2 separate regions of the Mus musculus genome follow, and region 2 is linked to region 1. The links are chromatin contacts, called in public ChIA-PET maps. All regions are on one chromosome and are shown on one strand. Each heading gives the region's core, a stretch centred on a gene start, on an enhancer-like site or on the middle of the called end of the contact. The rest is flanking DNA. Distances are from core to core; before and after follow the strand shown.

Region 1 (5,739 bases), core at 2,036-4,535:
AATAAAATTTCAAAATATTTTTTTAGAGATGTAAGCCAGGTAGAGTAGTACACACCTTTAACCCCAATTCTCTGGGACTCTGGAGGCAGAAGCAGGGAGAGCTCTGTTAAATTCCAGGCCAGCTGGAGATCTACATAGTGAGTTACAGAACATTTAGAGTTACATAGGGGAACCCTGCCAAAAGCAATCAACCAAACAACAAAAATCACCCAAACCAACCTCTAACAAGCCGTTTTATAGATTGATAATACAGCTAGGTTTGTGACTCCCTTTGGCCTTAGGTATGAGATTTCAGAGCTTTACGGACCCTATTCCCATTAGAATATATTCAAGCGAACAGAAATGGATTCAGCTGCTAAATGTTCTTGAGTCTCAGAGATCGGCATTCAAGGCGACAGTCATCCTCTACAAGGGAATTACCAACACTCAGCATCCTGTCCTCAGAGGCTTAGGAGTCATGTAAGGGACAATACCCATAGCAGGAATAAAAAGCAGGAGCAAGAGTGGATTAGGACCTCTGAAGTCCCACTCTAACACTTCCTACCAGAGTTGCCACTTTGTGATTTTAATTTTTCAATCCCAGGCGGACTGCCAAGTCACAACTAAAACCGGACTAACAACTGATTTTTCCTATTGCAACATCACCAACAAGCCCTGTGCTTCTCTCTTTCCTCTCCCCTTAAACAGCAATCCTCACGAAAAATCAACTAATTTTCCCTATAATCTGTTCCAACCAGAAGCACTCACGGGGTTGCCATAGTATTACTCTTCTTGGCAATACCAACCATGTGGCCAGCTGAAAAAGCCAAAGCAGGGAAAAGGAAAAAAAGGTGAGAGCTAAAACCTGCAGCGACTGTGAGGCCAGCACAGTAAGGAACCAGTCATGGATTTAGAAACCCAGCTGCCAAAGCTCTGCTTCTTGAGTCCTGAACAAAAACTCTGCCAAAATAAACGGCTACAGGTGAGAAATCAAATTGCATGGGCACATGTAAACTCAGTACTCTGGATCCCAAACTTGACTCAAGGCCATGACCTTTCTCACCAGACTGCCCAGGTAATCATTATGAATCAAAAGTCATAGAAAAAGGGTACTGTCAAAAGACAAATCTAAGTTTCCTGATTCCTAACCTGATTTTCATTGATAGCATACCTTTAGATCACCCTATCAGTAGAAGTCGATTTACTATGGTTAGTAAAATTCTGTATTCTTGTCCCCTTATCTGGCAAAGAATCCCAAATGTACTCCTTGCTTATGATGATCTTTTGGTAGCATTCTAAACATCGCTTTAAATTCCCCTACAAACAAGGGTACAGGGAGGCTTAAATACTTTTAGTTTTAAAGTACAAATACCGGTCATGGTGGTGCATGCCTTTATAATCCCAGCACTCAAGAGGCAGAGGCTGGCAGATCTCTCAGTTCAAAACTAGCCTGGTTGGTGGCACACGCCTTGCCCAACACTTGAGAGGCAGAGGCAAGTGGATTTCTGAGTTCGAGGCCAGCCTGGTCTACAAAGTGAGTTCCAGGACTGCCAGGGCTATACAGAGAAACCCTGTCTCGAAAAAACCGGAAGAAAACAAAAAAAAAAACAAAAAACAAAAAACAAAAAACAAATAACAGCCTGGTCTACAAAGCAAGTTCCCAGACAGCCAAGGCCATTTAGTAAAACCCTATCTTTAAAAGCCAAAATAATAATTATTATTCAAAATTCACTCTCTTTGCCTTAAGAAAACCTGGTTTGGTCAAGGCTCCTGCTCTACAGCATCCCCAGAAAGGCACTACTTTCCAAAGCTTAGAACTCTTTCTTTCCCCAGAAAGGCACTACTTTCCAATGCTTAGAACTCTTTCTTTCCAGGTGTTGTCCATAACTAAAGAGATATATGTTAAACTCCCTGCCTGCTTCCTATGCCCATCACTTTGAATTGCCCTTTCCAGAAGGGATCCAGGTTGCTGCCCATTACAGAGAGCCCCTAGAAATGAGATTTCTTCCTAAATGTTCTACCCACCCTCTTCCATCCTCTTCAGCAGAGACCTCAATGTGGCAAGCAGGGAAGGTGGGCTGAAGCAACAAGAAAACTTCCCCAAGGTTGGGTACAAACTCCACCAGGGGGGCTGGACTCACCTTCCCGGCAGAGCCCCATGACTTCGCGGTTTTTCCCAAACTCCTTGAAACTTTCATCCAATTCGGTCCCTAGGAGATATACACACACAGGAGGAGGGGAGAGGCAGGTCAGTGGCTAGGAGTGTGACGCACGCTCACGCACGCTCCGGGTAGGTGTGGGCACCCAGCAGAAGATAGCATCTCTGACCCCCGTGGGGGCGGCCACAGGACACGGCGCGGGGGAGGGGATCGGGGCCAGAGGAGGGGGGCGGGGGGGCGGGGGGAACCAGGAGGCGTGGACACTCACCATCCTTCCCAGGAAGTTTGGAAGCTTCCACCCACAGATTCCACGACTGTCCCAGCATCGCTTCGGGACTGGGCAAGGGCCTGCGCTCCCCAACCGTCGCCATGGCGGCGGCCGAGGTGGTGGTGTCCCCGGTGCCGCCGTCCTCCGCCCGTGGGCGCCGCAGCGGCGGGTGCTGCCGCTGGGGCTGCAGAGGCTGTGGCTGCTGCTGCTGCTGCCGGGCGGCCGCTGCTCCGCCCGCCGCGCGGCGCGGCTCCCCCCTGACGTCATCCGCGGCCCGCTCCGACATTCTTTCCGCTCCTACAATGTAACAAAAAGGGGGAAAAGAGTGGCGCGGGGGCCGCTTTTAAGGAGGCTCCGCGGAGTTCCGGCGGCGTGCGCGGCCCGCAGGCCCGCGGTGCTGTCAGCCCCCGGCCCCTGCCGCCGCCCGCCTCCCCGCCCGGGCGCAAAGTCCGCGGCGCCACCGGCTTTCGCTTTCGCCTCCCGCGGCCCTCGTAGGGCGCCGGCTGCGGCTGCCACTGCGGCGCTGGCCGCCCTGCCGGGCCCGGCTCGGGAGGCCAGCGCCCGGAGCCGAACTGCCGCGACCTCAGGCCTGCCTGCGCCCCGGCCCGCGGCTGCCCACCCTGCGGGCGCTCGCATCCCGGCCCAGCCGGCAGCCCCGCTCCTTCCTTCCGTCCGCGCGTCCGTCCGAGCGGCGGCGCCCGGCCGGCTCCCTTAAGCGGAGGCGCCTCCTGTCGCCTCCTCCCCCTCGCCGGTCCCTCCCTCTCTGCTCGCTCCGGCGAAGTTTGCACGTCAAGCCCCCGGAGTGGAGCCAGGGCGAAGTCGGAAACGCAGCCACCTATGGAAGAGCCTGCCGGTCGGCCCCGGCGCAGTAACGAAAGCGTCGCCCAGGCCCTCCCTCCGGAGCCCCGGGCACCAGCAATTCGCTCTGGGCTCGCGGGAGGCTGCACAGTAGCTGGAGCATGAATGGGAAGCAGCCACTGTGCGGACGCCCAGAAACCAAAGCTGCCAGTGGCAGGTGTGAAAATGCCGCCCAGGTGTTAGCCCAGGCGTCCGCATCGAGCCCCTGCTGCTTGGCCAGCCAGGAACGTGCACTTGAGTGCCCACAACTGAAGGTCACACTGTGTCCTGCGAACTTGAATTTCTTCTCCAGCAAGAAGGAAGCTACAAAATCAGTGTATCACTTTAAAGTTGGGTTGTTAGTCTCTCACTATTTATGGCTGTCTTTCCTAGAATCCGATGAGACCCCCATGGCTTAAGGAATATACCAGACGTTCGTCAGATTTGGATCACAAATTAATAAGCACTAGCACATACAGTCACCCCCTCCCCGACCATCAAACAAGTAAAGCACAGGAGTGGACCACCACAGGGTGCCTTTAGTTCCTATTAAGCTGTTATCTCATTTCAGTAAAGCAGCATCTTTTTAGCCTGCTCAGAGCCTCAGGCTTACAGGTGCCTTCTGGGACTGTATGAAGAGGTGAGCTTTCTCGACTTGCTGCTATTATCTGTTGGCTTTGGGGGGGGGGGCAAATATTTAGTAAGACAGATGTGACCAACATCTCTGTTGAAGTACAAAAAACCTTTCAAATGTTAAAATGAACGCAAAAGTGCATATGAAAATGTTTCCATAATATATTAAAGCCAGGACTTGGAGAAGGGGTTTGACATAGGTGCAAGTTTAAAAGCTTGAGCTGGGTGTGGTATGCACCCAGAGTCCCCAGTGTTTGGGAGGCTGAAGCAAGTGTGCAGCATCGTAATACAGGTGAGACTGAGAAACACAGTAAGAGCTTGTCTTAAATAAATAAAGCAGAAACACAATTTCTGTGAGACACATTTAGAAATGTGTCTATAGGGTCCCCCCCCCCCACTGGATTGCACACCAAGAAATCCAAAAAGGAATCTGCTGAGTGTTTATCAAAGGACAGTTGCTTTTTGAACACTCAGGCTATACACCTACATACAGATTCAACTAACTGAAGTTTGGAATATATTTTCCTTAATTTAAAAACTGAGCCTGGCATGGTGGCACACATCTTTAATCCCAGCACTTGGGAGGCAGAGGCAGGCGGATTTCTGAGTTCAAGGCCAGCCTGGTCTACAGAGTGAGTTCCAGGACATCCAGGGCTATACAGAGAAACCCTGTCTCGAAAAACCCAAAAAATTAAATAAATAAATAAATAAATAAATAAATAAAAATAAATAAATACTGTATCCATGCAGGGCAGTTACATATTTTTTAAAATTTATCTAAATACAATGTAACAACTATTTACATAGAATCTACATTTTATGTAAGTACTGTAAGTAATCCCGAGGTGATGTGCTGTAGACTGAGAGATGGTGTATAGGTTTTGTGTCATTTTATAGAAGGGATCTGAGCATCTGTCAATTTGGGATTCTGTGGGAGTCATGGAATATCAAGAGATGACTTTTAAATTTAAGATTTTTAAATCTAAAAAATAATTTCTGTAATAATGAGCAAGGTTAGAATACATATTACCATTACTAACATAGCTTGTGTGTCTCCAATGCAGGTTTTCAAATTTTTCATTAATCTAGATTCATTGAAACATTTGCATAAATGTTTCCCAAGATGTAATATATATGACTTATTTATTAGTTTGGATTTTGTAATTCTACATTTGTGATAAATTAAAATATGAATTCTACTGGTCCTTGGAATTGCTAACTTAATGTAGAGCTTAGATAGAAGCACTATCGATGAGATACCAAGACCATAGCTATTGGATACTCAAAACAAAAGCACTTAGGTACCACACTTGGGAGATTGTATCCTGAGTACAAACATTCTGATTGCTGGACAGATAGGTTGAGAAAGAAAGAAAAGTGAGAATAGAGAACATGAAGCTTGACCTCACTTCCTAAAGATACTGCTTTCACAATTCATTGCTTGATCCTTCTGCCTTCACAACACTAATGGAACTTCTAACCAATAAAGATCAATATGGCAATTTGATTTCTGCTTGATAATTCTTTCATTTTCAAAGTTTTTTATCTCGTATACTAAGAACAGGTCTTAAAATTATAAATACAAGATCTCAGCATCACGATAGTTACTAAAACACATCAATAATACCTATTGAGCACCAAGGTACAAGGGACATGCCACTAGGTACTTTAGCACACTGTTTTAATATTAACCATTTTATACAGTCCACGTTGAACTATTTATAACTGACAAAGAGGCTAAGTGGTGGCATACACCTTTAATCCCAGTACTGGCGAGGCAGAGGCATGTGGCTCGCTGTGAGTTCAAAATCAGATTATAGAGTGATCTCCAGAGCAGCCAAAGCTACATAACAGAGAGAACTT
Region 2 (5,739 bases), core at 896-3,395, 79 kb after region 1:
GTAAGTTGGTAACATATTTGCGTCCTTCTTCCCATGGGAGGACTAGTTTTTCTTCTTCTGTTTCTACTACTCCATACAGGGTTTCTTTTACCAGTCCATAACTTGATAGTCCTCAGACTGTCAGGATCATTGCTCTTTGGGTCGCCTGTTTGGCGGTTAGATCTGCCATCTGATTTCTTTTAGCCACAGCATCTTAGGTCTTTCTCTGCATATGTCAACAGCCCTCTTTGTCTGTATATTGCTCCGTACAGTGGCAAAAGCATACCTGCTGTCAGTGTAGACTTTCTTTTTGCCATTCATAGAGCTTGTATCAAAGCCACAAGTTCAGCTTTCTGGGCCGACGTCCCTTCAGGGAGGCTGCTGGCCTAGATCACTTGCTTTCTGTCTACCTGCTGTCCCTGCCTTCCACTTACCTTTGACCATGAAGCTACTGCCATCCCTGTATCCGCTCTAACTCTCAGGCCAAGGCTGATCTGATCCTTCAGATCATTTTGAGTACCAGTTTCTTCTGCCAGAACGTCAGTGCGGTGATGAGTATGTGAAGTCTCAGGCAGTAGGATAGCAGGATTGAGGACAGCAGGGGGATCGAAGGTCACTCGTTTAGTCAACAGAAAGCTCTGATAATGTGTCTGTCGGTCATGGGAACGGTTGGCTAATGCTTTCAAGAGTGTGGGGTGCCATTACAGTTATTTGCTGTCCCAGAGTGAGCTTATCAGCATCCTTGACAAGCAGTGCTATGGCAGCAATAGCTTTCAGACAAGAAAAACCACCTGCTGGCAACAGGGTCTAACTTCTTGGATAGGTAAGCCACTGGCCTTTTTCAAGGTCCCAAAGTCTGAGTAACGACTCCTCTGTCAACCCCTGCTGTCTCTTCCACATAAAGAGTGAAAAGGCTTGGTTAAGTCAGGCAAGGCCATGGCTGGCCATCAGCAGAGCCTTTTTAATTTCTTTAAAGGTTTTCTGGTGATCTGGGGTCCACACAAACACCTCTCCTTCCTTGGTTAGGGGGTATAACGGACAGCTAAGGTTGCCAACCCAGGTATCCAGAGTCTGCAGAAGCCAGAGATGCCCAAGAATTCTCTTACTTGCCTTAGTGTAGTTGGGGTGGGGATCTGAGTTAGTCTTTTTTTCTGGCTTTCTTTAGCCACTACTTTCCATCTCGAAGCATGTATCCCAAATAAGTAACTTCAGTTTGACACAGCTGAGCCTTTTTAGCTGAGGCTTGGTACTCTAACTCACTTAATTTTATTCTTCTAGGATCTTCTGTTGCACAGATTCTCTGTCTAGATCCTGGCTTTTCTTTCTCTCCTATCACTGCAGCCAAGATTCTAGTCAAATTTCTCTCTTGTCTATGATCCCTCCTGTTTTCTCTTTCTTTTGCCTCTTGCCTCTCTCTCTCTCTCTTTCTCTCTCTCTTACTGTTTTTCACTGTTAACCTCTCTATTTGCCACTGTCATCTATCTCCCCTGAGTCTGCAGAAGCTTTGCTTTGCTCTTCCCTACAGTCTAAGCTCACTTCTTTCTAGACCTCTATATACATCTGTCTTCTTTATCCTCTCTCTCTTTTTTTTTCTCCTCTGCACTTTCTTACCGACTTACCCTGTCTTTTTTTCTAACTTTTGTGACAAAACCCTCATTAGAGCCTGGCGATTAGACTTATAGGTGTTCTTTACCTTGGGCAGATGTCTCTCTAGCTGGAGTTTGGAACAGTCTCACTGTTAGTAGCTTAGGGCGGGGCTGCCCTAGAAGAGAAAACACGTGGGGCAGGGAAGGGAGTGCAGCTCTCATATTTGGCTGCTCTGGGCCACTGATATCTCAAAGTGAAAGCACTTTTTCTGTTAACAAGAGGCACTCTGGTACTGTCAAAGCATGAAGACCGGCAGGTGGGATGTAGGGGAAAGGAGAACATAATTAGGCAGGTATAAGAAGCAGCCAGGGAACTCGTAGTGATCCTGGCCCACCACTCTCACAGTCTCTTTCTCTTCTTCCTGTCTATCCATCCCACAGCGGTGGGAGGGTGGGGGAGGTCGGCGCACGTGGGCTCTGGGGAGCGGAGGAATCAGCAGGCCCCCAGTGGGGGGAGGCCCAGACACTTGGGGGCGGCGGGAGAGGTGGCAACTCTGGATGCTAGTCGGCCCTTCCCCAGCTGTGGCAGGCATCACGGCAGCTCTAGGGAGCCCAGGGGGCTGGCTTGGGGCCCTGCGGGCCTCACCCCTCTTCCACTTTGTCTGTCTTGTGGGCAGTAAAGTGCGTGGTGGTGGTGGGGCGGGCGTCCCAGGGAAACCTCCCTGTCGGTGTTCTCCCCACCTGGTCTGCCCCCCTCCCGGGCCGTGGTTTTCTACGCAGCACCTCGCCTTGGCCAGCGCCTGCACTCTTTTTTAGGCTGTGACTTCAGCGTCTCGTTAACTATCAGATGCAACTCACTTGCGGGCACAGCCAGCCTCTGCTGCCATGGTGCCTGCAGAACCCAGAAGTGAACAGCAGGCAATCAGAAGGTTTGTGTGCTGCTCTGCACCGAGCCCTAGCCACACACCACCGCGCCACCACAGCACTGAAGCCGGGAGCCCCCAGCCCGGCCCTACTCAGGCAGCCAGGCTCAGGGATGAGGCCACGTCCCAAAGCGCTGCCAGGTCTGTGCAGCCCGGGGCACACAGGGGAGCAGGCCCGCCCCGCGGGAAAGCAGCACCAAGTTGTTTTTCTTAACTATCACTGATAAATTCTGTCCTAATATCAGTCCAAGTCCACAGTCAGAGACAAAGGGGTTGACACTGTCTGTCCCATAACAAAAATCAGAAAAAAACAGGAGCAAAACAAAGACAGAAGACACTAGTACATCTAAACACATACATCTGCGTGTGGACTTACAAGCCAGCCAAAACGAGGGGATGAGGTTCTATATCCACCCACTTCCTGATGGGGGTCGGATTCCACATTGACCCCCCTTCACCCATGGAATGTCTTCCATGGTTGCAGCCTGCAGGCCTTAGGATGTCTCTCTCCCGCAGTCACTAGGTCCTTACGGGCCACAGTGGCAGCTGCCAGAAAACTGAAACCAAACACAAACTCAGTGGAAACCAAACACAAACTCAACGGCACCACACTTAGACAACAGACAACATACAAGACTCACACAAATGTACCTCCAAGGGGTCTTTTGGGGTTCCTGGGTGTCACACAGATCTCGGTGGAACCTCCAAATGAAAGAACCTAGTGGGGAAACCCCCACTCATGTCTCAAGTCGGCGTGCATCTAAGGAATCACGAGAGACCATCTTGATGCAAACACATGAGGTAGTTTAATGATGGAGATCCAGGCCGACACATATCTCACACAGGAGATAGCAATTGTTGACCACAAGGCTCGAAAGCTAGAGGTTTTTAAAGAAACGGGTCTGGGGCTGGGGAGAAATTGGCGCAGTTTCACATGATTGGTTCATTTAATCATCAGCAAACTGTACGTGCAGATCAAGGTAACAGCAGAGCATCTGGTTAACATTTAACCCATGTCAGATGGGCGAGAGATAGGGAGGCACCAGGCCAGTCTGGACATGTCTTTGCATTCTCTTTATCTTTATGGCTAAGTAGCCTCAGGAATGTCTTTAGGACGGGCCTGCCCGGGCATGTCCTGACCTGTTCTGCTATGTTCTCAGTCCCAGGCTTCAAAGCTCACAAACAACTCTTTGGGCTATTACATGAATCACAGGTCTCAAGTTTTATTTTATTTTAGAACTTCTTCACAGATCTGAAGGAACAGAGACAACTGCACTATGACCCAACTTGTCAAAAAGACACAAAGACAAGAAGATACAAATGCAGGCAGATTCCTGAGTTCAGAGTCAGTCTGGGACAGAGCAAATTTAAGTGGAGGTATGGTCAGAATGGTAATCTCAGAACAAGGTCCCACCCAACTAAATTTACAACGGGAAGCAGATCTGTGAATTCTTTTGCAATGTGAAAAAAAAGTGAACTTGCTGTCCTTTTTCTAAGAGTCAAGGGCTAAAGTCAGGGAATGCAGATTTGTGGGATGGTTCAGAGAGAGCCAGGAATAACTGAATTGATATATAAATTAAAAGCCAGCTTTTGGTCTGAGTGAGGTGAGCTAGTAAAAAGCAATAGCAGTTCTTTAGAATTTCTCTGGATAGCAAACACAGCTCTTTTAGAATTCTTTCTGGCTTTCTGATTTTAATCGAAAAACCCCAAATTTACTTTTAGAATTTTTCTAACAGGATTTCTGACTTGGTTAAAAGATCCAAAAACTTTTTATAGCAGCTTTTCTGATTTTGCTCAGAACCCCCATGAGATCCAGAGAGCTTTTAGAATTTTTTCTAGCAGAGAGAGCTGTTTTGAGCAGAAAGTTAGCTCTCTCAAAAAGTTTTTAGGACAGCAAGAGAAAGCTTTCTAGAGCAGAGCAGAGCAGAACACACACACACACACACACACACACACACACACACACACACATACACACAAGGGGGGGGGAGACTGGAAAGCCATCTCATCAGAACCTAGGCCACCAGCTTTAACCCACTATTTGACTTCAAGTTGTTTGATTTCACTGCTCCCAGACCCCTTCTCTCTAAACCTGGAGCAAGCCATGGCTGGTCCTTGGCAGATTTAAATGCTTCTGTGAGTCTGACCATTTCCCTGGATAAGGCTTCATTTTCCAAGCACTTTTTCTTTTCACTCTCCTGCCTTATTTCAAAAATCCTGGTACCAGATGAACCATGTATGCTTGTGCTCGTAACCCTAGGCCCTGTCTGACTAATGATGGTTTACTAGTACAGCTTGTACCTTCTCTATTAGGTCCACCCCAGGTTCCTTGAGATTCTGGGTACCCAGAGTTGGGACTCATCCATACCTCATCCATCAGAACTATGTCCTAATTCCTAAATTTATTGAATCTGGCTTCAATACACCGTCTAAGCAATTGAAATATATATATTTCACAAAACAAAACCCTCCTTCCTTCCAGTTTTCCTTAATCTAAGCTTTATCTCCCCCACCCATGTTATTTAAGTATCTTGCTTCTATGTACGTAACAGGTCTAAGTCTGTTGGGGTCAGCACTGAAGTGCACACACACCTGCTCTGGTCAATGGCTCCTCTGAGCCAAGTCATTGATCTAACCACTCCTGAGGTATGTACAGATCATTTGTCCATGAATTTGACTCCATTCTGGGATATAAGCAACACGTGGCTGTTTGCCATCTTAAGTATGGGATAATATAGAAGGTAGAACCATAGCACCAGCACCATCTTGATTAAGAGCAACCACAGGACTGGAAGCCATCATTGTTATGGAAAGATGTGTGGCTTCACAGACATCCTACCTAGGAAAAGCAACATGTGATCTGAGCTGACCAAAGAAACATGTCTCCAAAAATACTTTCATGTTCTATAATGATACACCATATAAAGGTCAGAAAAGTTCCCAGTCTCTTTGTGAACCATGTTTATGAATTAAAAGTTTGATTTGTGTACTCAAAGAGCTTCAATTCAAAACTGTGATTTTTTTTAATGCTCTAAATCTAAAAGAGATAAAAACCTAAAGTCCTAGTCTCATGATAGCTACTTTAATGTGTCAGAAATATATTTGAAGTCATGTTAAGAGCTGACACAGTTAATTACAATACTGTTTTATTTAGCCTCTTGTTTGATGTTTGCAATGTACACTTTAGAGCAGATAGCAAAAAACAAGGATTGTTTAACTCAGATATGCTTGGTAGGTACTAGCCCTCAAAC

What was found. ChIA-PET counts read pairs in DNA pulled down with a chosen protein or histone mark.
Region 2: an RNA polymerase II ChIA-PET map of memory CD8 T cells shows a contact between it and region 1, with 12 read pairs. The contact joins the enhancer-like site here to the promoter of Atxn7 in region 1. A contact is called at or near these places in 10 of 39 promoter capture datasets (the 3T3-L1 cell line, 3T3-L1-derived adipocytes, the HPC-7 cell line and 7 more), 1 of 115 datasets of contacts at active chromatin or transcription factors (memory CD8 T cells) and 1 of 9 other capture datasets (pancreatic islet).

Annotation. Positions count from the first base shown.
Region 1 is chr14:14,010,037-14,015,775 of GRCm38.p6, reverse strand. It overlaps Atxn7 (ataxin 7), which reads right to left and starts at 3,285. Exons shown (of 12, transcript NM_139227.4): 1 at 3,026-3,285; 2 at 2,407-2,703; 3 at 2,121-2,189. The coding sequence starts at 2,692.
Region 2 is chr14:13,930,202-13,935,940 of GRCm38.p6, reverse strand. The region is part of intron 2 of Gm11100 (predicted gene 11100); the gene reads right to left. Among named protein-coding and RNA genes, the nearest start is that of Gm11100, 15 kb to the right of the region's middle. Within about 2 kb of position 2,145, at least 61 of the 459 cell types and tissues checked have an H3K27ac peak or open chromatin away from gene starts, as enhancers often do. A contact at or near this core is called in memory CD8 T cells, where this site is marked.